Regions from separate parts of the Mus musculus genome. Here regions 1 and 3 are each linked to region 2. Evidence: chromatin contacts called from public HiChIP or PLAC-seq data. All regions are on one chromosome and are shown on one strand. The core of a region is the stretch at or near the end of the contact, and the rest is flanking DNA. Distances in the headings are between cores, read along the strand shown. Region 1 overlaps Npas3 (neuronal PAS domain protein 3). Region 2 has its middle 19 kb from the start of Gm40425. Region 3 overlaps Egln3 (egl-9 family hypoxia-inducible factor 3).

Region 1 (4,879 bases), core at 258-2,757, 500 kb after region 2:
CAAGAGAGCAGAAGGCAGCTGTGGCTGCCCACTCACCTTAGTGTTGTAGAGTTGCTGTTCCTGGTGGTGGTTGTAGTCTTTGAGAATTGGGCTCCTTGACAAGATCTGTCTTGTTTTTGACTGCATGGCATGACGTGTCAGCAAAGGCATTCATCCTTCCCTTCTCCTGTTTTCCAAGACCTTTGCTCTCTGATTTGGAATCCAGAGAAGCGCTTTGGCTTGGCCAGATGACCTTCTGTGCTCACACCTATGCATCGCTACCTGCTCTCAGTGCAGTGCCCAGGCTAGAGTGCTAGCTCCTCATTAGTTGATTAAGCATTCTCAATGTAAATAGACTATTTAGGCATAGAGGAAGGCGGGTAAGAATTATGGTCCAGGAGGACCAAACACAGCTTCTTCAGGCTCAGCTCAGTCAGTGTGTGTCTTCCCTCTTGGCTTTTTTGTTGCTTGCACGTAACATTTTCTTGTTCTTTATTGCTGAATGAATTTCATCATTATCAGCTGGAAGACCCGAGGCAGTACAGAGAACTGGCTTCTGCCTATCCCCCACCCCCACCCCCAATCTGCCTATCACCGTAAATTAGAGCTCTGACAAACTTACATACTGCCAGCCTGGCAAAAAGGGAGGCTCTGTGCTTATGCAAAGCTGGGACCCTGGCTGGGGAAGTGGCAGTTTCAGGATGGGCAAGGGGTCTGATCGTAGAGCTCACTCACTTTCTATAACTGCAAAGTTATGTCTTTAGTGATCATTTTAAAGCACTGATGGGTATTTATGAAAAACAGGGAACTTGTTGATGCTGAGGATAGGAGTCTAGAATTTCTTCCACTTTTAGTGCAGAAGTGCTGCCGATGGTGAGACTCTGAATTAATTTATTATGCCTGTCTTGCCTACATTGTCCCTCATTGCTACCGCGTCTGGATCTTTGTGCTAAAAGTCCAGAGGTAGAGTGTCATGGCTGACCATCAGCATCATCCACTGTCAGTTTATACAATAGTCTCTGTGTCTTAATGAGACTCGGAAAACCATCCCTAAGAGCCAACACCACCAGCATCCATCAGAGTGCCTTGGGTGGCCCCTTCCTCATCCACCAATTACTCATTTAGGACTGAGTTTCTAGCTCGACACTTGTCTTCTCAGTCTTACCATAAAGTATCCATCTGACTCTCAGGGGAAAGGGGGGAAGAAAGGAGCTGGGCAAGCTCAGTTGTGCGTTTCTTTATTTTTTAGTGCTTCTGAATAAGGACCCACATAGGGAATTGTAGAGACATGTAGGGCCACACAACCCTACCTACCCTGCTATGACCATGCCTCCACTAACAATAGCTACCATAACGTGACAAATGTCACCGAAGACTTAAACCCAGGAAAGTGATAGTTACCATTGTCTGCAGTTTTTGTGCAAACATTTGTCTCCTTTGTCTGTTAAATCTGTCTCTGTTTGTAGTGTACAGAGTTAACTAGCGATCCACCTCATCCTTACCTTTGAGATAACAGCTGGTACTTTAGAAAATACTTCAGATAACCTGCCTTAAGACACAACAGGCCACACATGCGTTGACTTCACGGTGACACAGCCCAACCACAGCTTCCCCAGGATAGCCATAAAAGTAGGTATTGAGGGTAAAGAGAAAACATAAGCAATGAAGAGTTGGTTATACATTATAGATCATAAGGGATGGAAACACAAGAGTGCATTTTAAATGATTAATGTACGAAAACTGTCACCGCTTACTGTGCATTAATCAAGAAAAAAAATGCACTTTCCCACAGAGGTTAATGTCCCAGGCCCATTGTTCAGCTTTGATAACGTGCACAATAGATGCTCACCATGACAATGGATTGGGGTAGCTGGAAACTCAGGATGGGTGTAAGTCCCGTGTAGTATTTGGATTAGCATCATAATCTGTGCCTTGTCACACTCATGAGGAAACAAGCTACACACATATATATATATGAATATTTTTTCAAGCGTTTTCATTTTCAAAAGTAAAGAATAATGACCAAGGTACCTGCTGAAACAAATACTACCAGCATTCGCTCGTTAGGATGGTTACATGTAAAACAAATGATGCCAGATAGTAACAAATCCAAGAGAAGTTTATTATGAAAATGGCACCTGCGGATGAAAAAATTAAGTTACATAAAGACAACCATGTATGTGACATGTATGAGAATCTACAAAAGTATAAAAAGAACCCTGTTGTAAATGAAGTATGTACATTTCTGATTTGCAGCATTATCAATGGTCAATGAAAAAAATGTTTCAAAATAAGCCAGGCACTCAGGAAGTTAAGTCCGGTTAGCTTCACACAAAACAAATGTAGCATAGCTGTCGCTTTGTAACGCTTTAATTATTTGTATATATATATTGTAGAGTTGGTAACACTGCTAAGGTTTTTACGAACAGAAAGATCCCTTTCCCCATTATTCAGCTACGTGGCACCAGTCTCCTCATAAAAGTTTTCATATATTTGTACAAGAAATAGTTAAAAACACAGACACAGTCTTCACAGGTAATGAAGTGGTTTTTTTTTTTCATTTTGTAATTTTTAAACACTATGGATTTAGACAGCAGCTGTGATTATCTGTTAGTTTAAATCACCAGAAATCATTTTGACACAACACAGAAACATTTATAAAAGAAAAAGAAAAAAAAAACCCAGCTGTCTGGCTGTTCTTTGTAGCTGAGAGGTGCATTCCCTTGATTGTTCGATAGCTAGAGGACGGCTTCCAAAGCTAATCTTTACATTTCTCCATCGGCTTCCTTCATCTTCTAAACTGACTTAAGTCCTTCAAGGAAGCCCAGTGCTAAGATCTGTGGCATTTATCTTCTTTCTGTTATTATTCTACCACGGCCTGGGCCCAACTCATGGAATCCAGAGTTCTAGAGGAAATCCACTCAGCACAGTGACAATTCAAAGGACAGCCAAGTTACTATATTAGCATTGCACGAATAAACAAATATATATGACAATTCTATATTCCATTAACCCCTCCCATTTTGTTTTTAAAAAAATGTTGGTTGGCCTTTGAAATCATTTTCTGTCTAACTGGTAATTGCTTTATATACTGCTCCATCAGCCAACCTGAAAGGAAAGCAAAGAAAAGCACCCACTGCTTATAGGTAGAACACAAGGGACTCTGGGAATGTTAACAGCTGAGGTTGCATGGCGTCAATTTATTCAATATATCTGAGCATTATTCTTCAGGGCTCTGTGTAGTACTCCACAGAGAAAGTCACATCCAGAATTCCGTTGTGGGAAAGATGGCTCCATTAACCTTGAGCTAGTTAAGAGTCTTTTTTCTTTTTCTTTTTTTTTCTTTTTTCTTTTTATCTCTGAGAATGATACAGATTTGGGGTATCAGGGAAGGGGGAAGCAGAGGAGAGAAAGGGCAGACAGGGAAAGACAGGGGAGGCAGGGAGAGTATACAACAGCAAAGCAACGGCAGGGATTTCGAAAAGTAAGACAGGATCCACAGACAATAGAAGCATATGGGTGACGTCACAGGGAAAGGCCACCACACAAACCCACTAACCCCCAAGAGTCACCGATTCACTAGGACCGCAGGAATGGAACTGTGCCACTCCACTAGAGACAGAGCACGGAGAAGACGGGGACAAAAAACGACTACAGTAGCTTAGCATACACTGCATATAGAAACACACAGAAACTGCAATGGGACCCACAGCCAAGGACACTACACGTTGCACACATTACAGTTTTCACATCTGGGATTAGATGCCTTAACAAACAGCTGCCAAAAACGAAGTGGGGGAAGAGTCTACACTGGACAGTCATTTGGAGTGTTTGACACCACACTGATTTCTGGCAACGAAGACAAAATAGGCTCTTTTTTCTTTTTCTTTTTCTTTTTTTTTTCTCTTTTTTTTTCATTGAATGTGCGGTTTTCGGTTGTAGTTATCTGTCTGAAGCTTATTAACCCATTCTTTAGTTTTAAAAACTTGTTGGTTTCAACTCAAATAAGAATTGAAGGGAAATAAATTCTATCAAATCAGCACCCCCCATACAAACCTATTTTTTTTTAGCAAGAAATAAAAACAAACAAAAACCCCAAATAAAGAACATGTTAAATATTTCTCCTTCTTCTTTTACTCTGAAGTGTTACTGAAGTTGCAAAAAACCAGCCTCAGTTAGACTGACTAAGGACAAAAGAATCTCAAAAATGGCAGTATGTACTTAAACTGTTCCTCAAATCAGTCCGAGTTGTCCAAAAGTCCCCTTTTAATAGGGCTTTACTGACCCATTCAATTGAAAGTGAGGCTATGTTTGTTAGTTGGGAGGTAAAAAATTTTTAAGTCCTGCAGCAAATGTTAATGAGGGCTTTGTCTTAACTAACCAAGGAGACTGACTGTAGCAACGGGACTCCAGACCAGGACAGAACACATTTTCTCTTCCAAAATCCAGCCCAGGAGCTGCATTTTGTATGAAGACATTATAGATTAATAAATGATAGCACCATGGTTTTAGAAATTAAGTTAATGTTTCAGTAATTAACACTTAGTCCGACTTTTTAAAAAAAAAACAAAAAAACAAACATTCTAGTCACAGGCCAGAAATTAAGTTTAAGAAACCAAATTATTTTTATGTGTGCAAGTAAGAAAAATCTTAAAATCTTAATCATAAAAAGAATTAAATTCTGCATAAAATTCTAAAATACTATTCCCCTATTTTCAAAGGAATTAGGAACAGGAAAAAAAAAAAAAAACCAAAAACAAAAAACAAAACACCCACCCCATTTCATTTGACTTAGTCAAACAGGGCACAATCGTTTATGCGTGTCTCTTTCCATCTTGATCATATCAAGATCTTTAGGAAGAAAACCCAATGGTTGTCACTTGAGAAATCTCTTGACCAC
Region 2 (4,381 bases), core at 1,379-3,878:
AAAAATTCAATCCTTTTAAAATATCCAATATCTTTTAAAATCCAAAGTGTTTTTACAATTAAAAGTCTCTTAACTGGAATCCACTAAAATATTTTCTTCCTTCAAGAGGGAAAAATGTCAGGACACAGTCACAATCAAAAGCAAAAATTAAACTCCAACTGTCCAATGTCTGGGATCCAACTCACTGTCTTCTGGGCTCCTCCAAGGGCTTGGGTCACTTCTCCAGCCCTGTCCTTTGTAGCACACAGCTTTTCCTCTAGGCTCCAGATGCTCCACTCCAGCAGTACTCCACTGCTGCTGCTGTTCTTGGTGGTCATTCATGGTCCTGTCATCTCCAAAACACTACATGACCCCTTCAGTCCTGGGCCATCAATTGTAACTGAGGCTGCACCTTCACCAATGGCCTTCCATGGCCGCTCACAGTGCTGAGCCTCAGCTGCTCTGCACGACCCCTTCATGCCTTCAAAACCAGTACCACCTGGGTGACTCTTATACATTACCAAGTCCTGCTGCTGCATGAGATACAACTTTGGCTATCTCTGGAACACAGCCTCTTTGTGCTTTCAGAAAACACTTCCTAGAAGATGTCACCTCAACCATGCTGGTCTCTTCTTAATCACTGCTAATTTCTTAGTTCCAGCTAACCAGCATCAATAGTCTCAGCAATGCAAAGGTTTCACTTTAGTAGTTCTGGTGTCTTGTTAATCACAACTTATTCTTCAGCCACAGCTAACCAGAAACAAAATCTTCACAATCAAATTAGCAATGGCCCCGATAAGAGTCTTTAATCTTCCCTCTGAAATTTCACAAGCCAAGACTCCATCTTCTGCACTGTTCTCAACATTATCTTCCAAGCTCCCACACAACATCCCACAGAGCTCTTAACACTGAATGGATCTTCTAGCCTGAAGTTCCAAAGTCCTTCCACAGTCCTCCCCAAAACATGGTCAGGTTGTCAAAGGAATACCCCACTATGCTGGTACCAATTTGTCTTAGTCAGGGTTTCTATTCCTGCACAAACATCATGACCAAGAAGCAAGCTGGGGAGGAAAGGGTTTATTCAGCTTACACTTTCCACATTGCTGTTAATCACCAAGGAAGTCAGGACTGGAACTCAAGCAGGTCAGGAAGCAGGAGCTGATGCAGAGGCCATGAGGGATGTTACTTACTGGCTTGCTTCCCCTGGCTTGCTCAGCCTGCTCTCTTATAGAACCAAGACTACCAGCCCAGAGATGGCACCACCCACAAGGGGATCTCCTCCCTTGATCACTAATTGAGAAAATGCCTTACAGCTGGATCTCATGGACGTATTTCCCCAACTGAAGCTCCTTTCTCTGTGATAACTCCAGCCTGTGTCAAGTTGACACAAAACTAGCCAGTACAGTCCATTTTCACCATGGTGAGAAGCATGGCAGCATGCAGGCAGACATGGTGCTGGAGAAGGAGCCGAGAGTTCTACATCAGGATCCACAGATAACAGGAAGAGAGAGTGACACGGCCTGGTTTGAGCATCTGAAATCTCAAAGCCCACCCCAGTGACACACTTCCTTTAGGCCATACCTACTCCAACAAGGCACACCCTCTAGTTAGTGCTCTTCTCTAGGAGCCTATGGGATCCATTTTCATTCAAACCACTACAGGCTTGAAACCTAGGACAAATGGCCAACTGAGGTATCTATTGAACACATCAAAGGACAATCAGGTTCTCCCAGCGTTCTTCAGTCCCTACCTGTTATAGGGTATGGATGTCATAGCCTGTCCCCTACCCTAAACTTCTGTAGCCCAGGGGCTGGGCTGCTCTTCCCTATATAATTCAGCCATTTTGGTTACTTGACCTTTACCCTCCAGGTCTCTTGATTTGGCTCTCTTCTCTCCTCCCCCTTCTCCTCACATGACTTGGCTCAGGGTCCTGTTCATTCTGGATGTTCACAGATATGTCTGCCTCTAGTTTTGTTGTGTCTCCTATCTATAATAAACCTTCCCATCTAATATGCCTAGGAACAGTCATGCCCTTTTTCATTTCTTGTTTTTTATTCAGGCAGTGTCTTTACCGTACCCCTCCTCCCATACACACAGGAGTGGAGTTAGGAAGAACCCATATGGCAGCTCAGCTTTGGACTCATTGGCAGCCTGTGATGGGCTGAACTTGGCTGCTCGAGGTTGGATTGAGGCATGGTGGTTTGTTACTTTTAAGATCTAGTTTTCAGTTTTCTGAGCTGATTTTAAACTTGCAAACCAAAACCAAAACCAAAACCAAACCAAACCAAAACAAACCCAAACAGCAGCAGCAGCAGCAGCAACAACAACAACAACAACAACAGAACCAAACAAAAATCTTAAACTCAAAGTACCGAGGCAATCTTAGGCCAACACTCTTGTACTTAGGGAACATTCCTGACAAATCCTTTTGTCTGGAAGCAAAGCTTCAAAGGGTTTGTGGCTTTTCAGCTCCTGAAAGACTGGTTGAGGCAAGCTGGAGTTTCCCTCTCTTATCTGTGTGATAAACTATCTTATCTCCACTTCCCCCTCCCTCCCTGCCTTGATCTGTGGTTTGTTGCTAAGCCACTGTTTGGGGCAGGTGAGGCTAAGAAACTCACATGGCCCCGATTGTACCCAGTTCCTAACAAAGACAGGTTTGAGCTGGTTCCAGGGAACAGCTTCTAGCTCTGGCGCATCCAGTGACTTTCTGCTGCTCTCTGGACAAAAGTTTTCACGTGGTCTCTGTTGGGGTTCAGGAATTGCCACATAAACTACTCAGACTCCAGTTTCAGTTAAACAAGGCTGGTTTATTGAATGCACTCCCCAAGACTGATCGATCAGGGTCATAGCTTAGCCTTGGGAGCTAAGATTGGACCATGAATATTTCCCAGGGCCAGCTTATATGGAAAAACCATAATGAACTCTCAACCCGTACAGGGATGGCTGCTGGGTGGTTGGCCTTTTTCCAAGAGTTTGTTTGTTTGTTTTTTAATAGTTAGGACATAACAGTTCAAACTGACCTCTCTTTTGATTGGTCCTGAGTGAGGTTATGGTTGTGGAACATAGGGTATGCGGTCAGCTTGACCCTGCTCTGAATCAAGCTATTTTTCTATGTCAGTATTACAGCAACAATATGAAATACCTGGCAGGCAGATTACAACAGCAGTATGGACTGACTGGCAGGCCTGGAACAAAATGGCTACAGCTATGTTGGGGAAGCAGGCTTCAACAGTCCCCAGCTGACTAAGGAGACAGGACTGGGTGTAACAAACGGCACGGGTGTGAAGGAACATTCTGTTGCTTGGATTCCCATGTGGAGAAATCACAAGGCTCACAGAAGTGTCATGGAGAAGTCAGTGTGCTCCAAGCTCTGCATTGGAATTTCAGCTCTCATAGTTGTGCCCCACACACTCTTTCAAGGTTTCCCTTCTAGTTAGCCATTGAATCCTACCATCCCATAATTTTAATTATTTATTTATTTATTTATTTATTTATATTTTATTTTATTATTTTTTTGCTGAAGCCAGATGTCCTGTTCCTCAGATCTGCCAGTTTGGATTTTCCATGTAAAGACTTATTAAGATTAGCATAGCTTGTCCTTCCTGCTCTCAGATTCTGTAGAAAGGAGCGTAGCGGGCTGGCTCAGAGTGTGGAGTCTAGGTTCAAGACTCTTCTGACACTGACAAGACCAGGGCATGTGGTGGAGCCTTGTAAGGGTGAAATGTGGTGACTCTGTGTGCATACTCTGTGTGCTTCCTGTGGCATAAATATAATGAATGCTAACTGTCTTAGTTTTTAAACACTCTCTAGTCACTCACTAAACATTTTGTTCTAGATTCTCACCAGCATTGGGTTCTGTGCCCTGGAGCTGACTACATTTTCCCTGATTTCACGTTCTATGAGAATCTGCAGACAGAACCACAGGAGTCACAGGGTGGGAGGGGAAAAAGCAGTCTGAAAGGCTATGCTTTGGGCTGATCAAGGGTGTCTGTCCTACATAAAGCAAAGTCTTCTCTGCTTCCAGTAAAGTCTAAATGCTTTGCCAACCACAGGAAACGATAACAGCAGCGGCGGCGGCGGCGGCGGCGTCGGCGTCGGCGGCAGCGGCAGCGGCAGCAGCAGCAGCAGCAACAACAGCATAAAAGTTTGCATCCTGAGATAGATCAGAAGTGTCTAGGAATGTTTCCTATAAACTTGGGCTTCCCGCTCTGAGCCAGCTTCACCCTTGATTTTCACTATTTGATGTCTGGAGCCGTGGTTGAGCTTTGCGACTGTCAGCCATAGGAGTAAGGCGCCCTTTTCCTACCCCCACTTGGACTGGTGTGAACTTGGCAACTTATGCAAGACTGTTTTCCTTTACATCTTTGTTACAGCCTCATCGCTTATCTGAGATCTTGCTTTA
Region 3 (4,501 bases), core at 5-2,504, 380 kb after region 2:
TGCTCATGGTTTGGCTTTTCGTTGTATCTCCTTTTGACTGCATCTCCTTTTGTTAGACAGGCTACTCTAAAATGTGTGATGCTCCTGCTTCAGCCACCTCAGGAACTGAGTAACAGCTGTGAGATACTGTTTCAGGCTTAAACAATATCTGTATATCAATTGTTAATTGTTATAAATAAAATGATCAGTTTTAAAAAGTTTTTTGCTCAGTAAAAATTTGCATAACATGCAACTTTGCATTTGTAAAGATCAAGTTATACCAAGAAATATGATTCCAAAGTCCTGAGCAATGTGTAATGTGATATATATATACTCATTTTAATGAAAATGCATGGTATGGCTTCTTTCTTTTTGAGCGGCTAGGAGCCAGACCTATGCTGTGGCACATGTTAGGTGTGACTCTACTGCTTGCCTCCACCCCCTCCTCCACCCCCATCTGCAGTTTGATCTGTAGAGAAGTACTAAGTGTGAATGATCATTGTTGCTGAGTGAACAGTTGAAGCTGTGCATACTGGTTTTAAAACTGTCTCCTTACTCTAGCTGTGGCTGGTTGCTTTGGAACATCCAGTTGAGGCCTTGGAGTGTCCACCCTGGGCTTGATCTCTGAACACAGTAATTCTCCCACAGCCCCTCACAGATGCATGGTTTTCTTTTCTCCTGGTGGCCTTTTGTAAAGTAGATTTTATACTTGGATTCTGCTTTAGTTCTTCTATATGTGTGCACTTCTTCTTGCCTGAACGTGACCATGGAGGTGTCTTGAAGCACATATCTCTGGTGTTGAGCCAGCTCGGGAACACCTGGTTCATTCCTCTCATTTCCTGTTGCTACAGAGCTGTGGAGAGGCCTCTGGGGATGGGGGGTTTGTGCCGGGGCCAGTGCCGGGGCCAGTGCCGGGGCCGGTGACACGTCAGAGAATGTGCAGAATCAGAAGACACGCTGATTCATCTGCAAGCCCAGGCCTAGAACCAGGGGTACAGTGACCATGCTACCACAGGGACACTGATGTGCTATTAAACTGCTGTAGATTTCAAGTATTGGTCAAGTCAGGAAGTTTTTACCAATAAAAAACCCCTATAGTAAGATACCTTCCTCGTTCCCATAAAACAATGAAGTGTTGCAACATTTCCCTCGGACCTGCACTCTGGCTCCTTTTACAGACTTGATGAGGTTTAGATAACAGATCTGATAAGCCCATCAGTTTCCGGAGTCTGTTACTGCCCCGTGCACAAATTGGCATGGGTCTGATGACTCAACACTGAGGTTTGCCCATCAGTGCATCCTTAGCTTCACAGTTTGAGATCCTGGCAGTTGGGAATGTGTCTGAGCCAAAACCCATCTCCTATGGCACTCAGCCAGAAACCTCAGTGGTACAATTGGTCAGTAAGGTTGCGGCGGGACCTTTGAGCGGCCCGTGGTTTCCTCCCATTGTTTAAACGTGGTGCACATGGCTTCTGGAGTCAGAGAGAGGGTGACTTGCACTCTGGCCAGAAAAAAAGATTTTTTTTCCCCTTCCCTTCACAACGTGTATGCTCACAATTAGAGAGGTGTCTTAGTGGTAAGTCCACAAGGAACTGTGCCGGCACATTCTCTCTTTTATACCTGCAGCAGTTAGTGGAGGGTGTGTTTGTGGGAACAGTCTGTATTTCCTGCCTGTATTTTAATTCAAGCTGAGTTCTAAAGCCCATTTGTGCTTCTTAATGTGCTGCAAGACACTGCTCTCTCCACACACGGTACACTGAGCTCCGATCGAGTCTTCTCTCTCTTTGGACGTTGGAGGACTGTGTCAATTACTTGTCTCGTTGCTGTAACAAAACACCCGAAACACCGGACAAAAGCAACTGAAGGAAGGAAGGATTTATTTTGGCTCAAGTCCCAAGGCACAGTGCATTGTGGCAGGAAGTCGTGGTGCAAGCTCAAAGCAGCTGGTCAGGGTGATTCCACAGTCAGGAAGCAGAGGGAAAAGGATGCTGGTGGCCAGCTAGCTCGTTTTCTCCCTTTTTAGTTAGGACAGGTCTTTCCACCTCAATTAACCCAATCTACAAAATCTATCTCGGACAAGCCCAGAGATCTGTCTCCAAGGTGATCCTACATCCTGTCAAATCGGCAATCGATATAAACTGCACAGCCCGTCCTCCTCATCATGTGAAATAGCCTGGGACCACAGACAGTTGCAGACGAGGTAGATGGCAGGCATCCAGACCACTGACCTTTTCTGGGAGCAGAGCTGTTTGGGAATATAAAGCTAAAGCACTGACTGACAGCAGGGGAGACTGGGATGGTGGGGGAAATCATGGAGTAATGGTGCTAAGTGACTTTCATTGTTGGCCCTTACACTTCTGGCCACTGCTTCCAGGAATAGGTAATTCCCTATGTTGTAGGCAACTTCATTTGTCTCTTCCTCTCCAGCCACACCAGCAATCACCCTTTTTCAAGACACCATCTATTTGATAATGCCATAATTTGTCAAATCCTTATTACAGTCACTTCAAAATCCAACTTTCGGGGAGACAGACGTTCAGGCTAACAGAGCAACTTCAGCTCTACACGTGACAGCATAGTGGCTCTTTCTGAGGTGGGCTGAGGGATTGCTAGCTGCGACAAATAAAAGGTGTAGATATCCTCTGATTTAAACTTCAGGTTCATTGCAAAGCCAGGCCACTACTCATCCTCTAGCACGAAGTGTGTGTGAGGCCCAGCTCTGTTTTCAGGCTCTGTTGGGAATCACTGATCTGTCAGTGGCTTAGTTTGGGACTGGTCTGGACTAGTCTTTTTACTCGTGAAGTAACCTTGCTATTTATCAAGGAATATTACAACTCAGACCCCCTAAGTATGTCTGAAAGTATGCTTTCACGGCAGAAGAAAGCTATTAATTTGGTTTCAACAAAGAACCATCTACAAGTTCATTGGTATCATATATGTACTTTTTTTTCTCCTTCAAAGAGATCTCCCTGTATTGTGTGTGCTGACTCTTATTGAGTGTTAAGGTCTAGCTTCCCACCGACCCTTCTCTCTTCTTGCCTTTTATTAAGTCTGACCTTTACCACCTTTAGGATCAGACATGGTTTTGTAAGAAAACAAGCGTGATTCCACAGCTCAGGGCCACTGCTAACCAAGCACGGTCTCTGAGCCCCACACCAAAGACTCTTTCTCTTTCTGCACGCTCTCTTCCTTCCTTCCTCTTAGAGAGGGTCTCTCCCTTTGTAGGCCAGGTTGGCCTCGTGCATGCTGCTCCAGCTTCCAAGTACAGGCATTTACATGTATGTGCCCACTGTGCCTGCCTCTTGTATCTCTGGATTCTGACCTCGTAGGGCTCAGATGCGAACCTGGATCCTGCTTTTCCAAAAAGGGATATTAAAGAAAGGCAAGCATCTTGTTGAGGATGTAGATGGGTTTCTTTAGAAAGTTCTCAATGTTCTAGAAGGTGGGACTATTACCGGATCACTTATCCTGCACTGAGGCCTAAGACAGGGTCTGCCTGTTACACTTTCATACCAAAGATTACCTTATATTAGTTTTATGTTCTGATCGTAACCCAAATTTATGTATTTTATGTGTCTGCTGTAGGAGGAGACTATCTAAGCTTTTCTTTTAAAACAGCATCTTTGGGATGTCTCTACAGGCAATGGTGGCTTGCTATCCAGGAAATGGGACAGGTTATGTTCGCCATGTGGACAACCCCAATGGTGATGGCCGCTGTATCACCTGTATCTACTACCTGAATAAGAATTGGGACGCCAAGGTACTGTGGAATAGTGTGTGTGTGTGTGTGTGTGTGTGTGTGTGTGTGTGTGTGTTTTGTGGGGTAGGGCGAGCTTGGGGGATCTATATATGCTGTAGAAGGTGCCGATAGGGGTACACTGAGAGTTCAGATCAAAAGAGTATGCCAGTTCCAATTAGGTAAAACCTTCCAGTAACCTTAGGAAAGCTATACTTTCTAATAGCCAGTGTCCACTGTTTTATGACCTGCCCGGCCTCCTGCCACTTATGGAATTAATGCCAGAGTTGATAAGATTAAGATCAGTGGCTCTAGAGTTAACGTGGTGGGGGTAGGGGGTTGGGGGGTGGCAGGGTGACTGTGGTCAGGGGTTAATGAAGGGAGGTAACTGAACATTGGGATGCAGAGTTGATGAGACCCTCAGCTCAGCATCTGATGCATACCTTTCCCTCCCAGCAGCAACACTGAGAGAATTCAACAAAAAAAAAACAAAAAAAAACCCAGAGTGGTGGGGTCTCAACGCTGTCCCTGAGAGCGACTTCCCTATCCTCTATCTCAGGATGATATGTCCCATGGGGGTGGCATTCGTTGTCGCTTGTGAACGGCAGCTGTAGATGGTAGAGATGTGGAGTTCGTGTCAAGTTCTCCGAGCTAGGGATGATTTAGGAGTCTGTGAGGTCGGAGAGCTCTGCAAAGCTTATTTAGCTTTTGAACTTTCTGCATCTCCGTTTGCGGTTTGTTAGTGTAGACTCCGACTGTTAAGCTGGGGTCCTGGATCTTTCCACT

The links. HiChIP or PLAC-seq counts read pairs in DNA pulled down with a chosen protein or histone mark.
Region 1: an H3K27ac HiChIP or PLAC-seq map of extraembryonic endoderm stem cells shows a contact between it and region 2, with 8 times the contacts expected there. The contact joins two enhancer-like sites. A contact is called at or near these places in 8 of 484 Hi-C or Micro-C datasets (colorectal tumor organoids, embryonic fibroblasts, embryonic limb bud and 4 more), 12 of 115 datasets of contacts at active chromatin or transcription factors (T-cell acute lymphoblastic leukemia, embryonic basal ganglia, embryonic forebrain and 7 more) and 1 of 9 other capture datasets (embryonic stem cells).
Region 3: a contact with region 2 is called in an H3K27ac HiChIP or PLAC-seq map of T-cell acute lymphoblastic leukemia, with 3 times the contacts expected there. The contact joins two enhancer-like sites. A contact is called at or near these places in 4 of 484 Hi-C or Micro-C datasets (CD4 T cells, embryonic stem cells, epidermal suprabasal cells and 1 more) and 12 of 115 datasets of contacts at active chromatin or transcription factors (DN3 thymocytes, the SCID.adh cell line, T-cell acute lymphoblastic leukemia and 9 more).

The regions. Positions count from the first base shown.
Region 1 is chr12:54,069,374-54,074,252 of GRCm38.p6, reverse strand. It overlaps Npas3 (neuronal PAS domain protein 3), which reads right to left. Exons shown (of 12, transcript NM_001370962.1): 12 at 2,081-4,879. Among named protein-coding and RNA genes, the nearest start is that of Gm35818, 70 kb to the left of the region's middle. Within about 2 kb of position 1,507, at least 2 of the 459 cell types and tissues checked have an H3K27ac peak or open chromatin away from gene starts, as enhancers often do. A contact at or near this core is called in extraembryonic endoderm stem cells, where this site is marked.
Region 2 is chr12:54,566,923-54,571,303 of GRCm38.p6, reverse strand. No RefSeq gene overlaps it. Among named protein-coding and RNA genes, the nearest start is that of Gm40425, 19 kb to the right of the region's middle. Within about 2 kb of position 2,628, at least 59 of the 459 cell types and tissues checked have an H3K27ac peak or open chromatin away from gene starts, as enhancers often do. A contact at or near this core is called in the SCID.adh cell line, T-cell acute lymphoblastic leukemia, extraembryonic endoderm stem cells and 1 more, where this site is marked.
Region 3 is chr12:54,184,779-54,189,279 of GRCm38.p6, reverse strand. Egln3 (egl-9 family hypoxia-inducible factor 3) reads left to right here. Exons shown (of 5, transcript NM_028133.2): 2 at 3,620-3,739. Among named protein-coding and RNA genes, the nearest start is that of Gm40424, 9.9 kb to the right of the region's middle. Within about 2 kb of position 1,254, at least 76 of the 459 cell types and tissues checked have an H3K27ac peak or open chromatin away from gene starts, as enhancers often do. A contact at or near this core is called in the SCID.adh cell line, T-cell acute lymphoblastic leukemia and regulatory T cells, where this site is marked.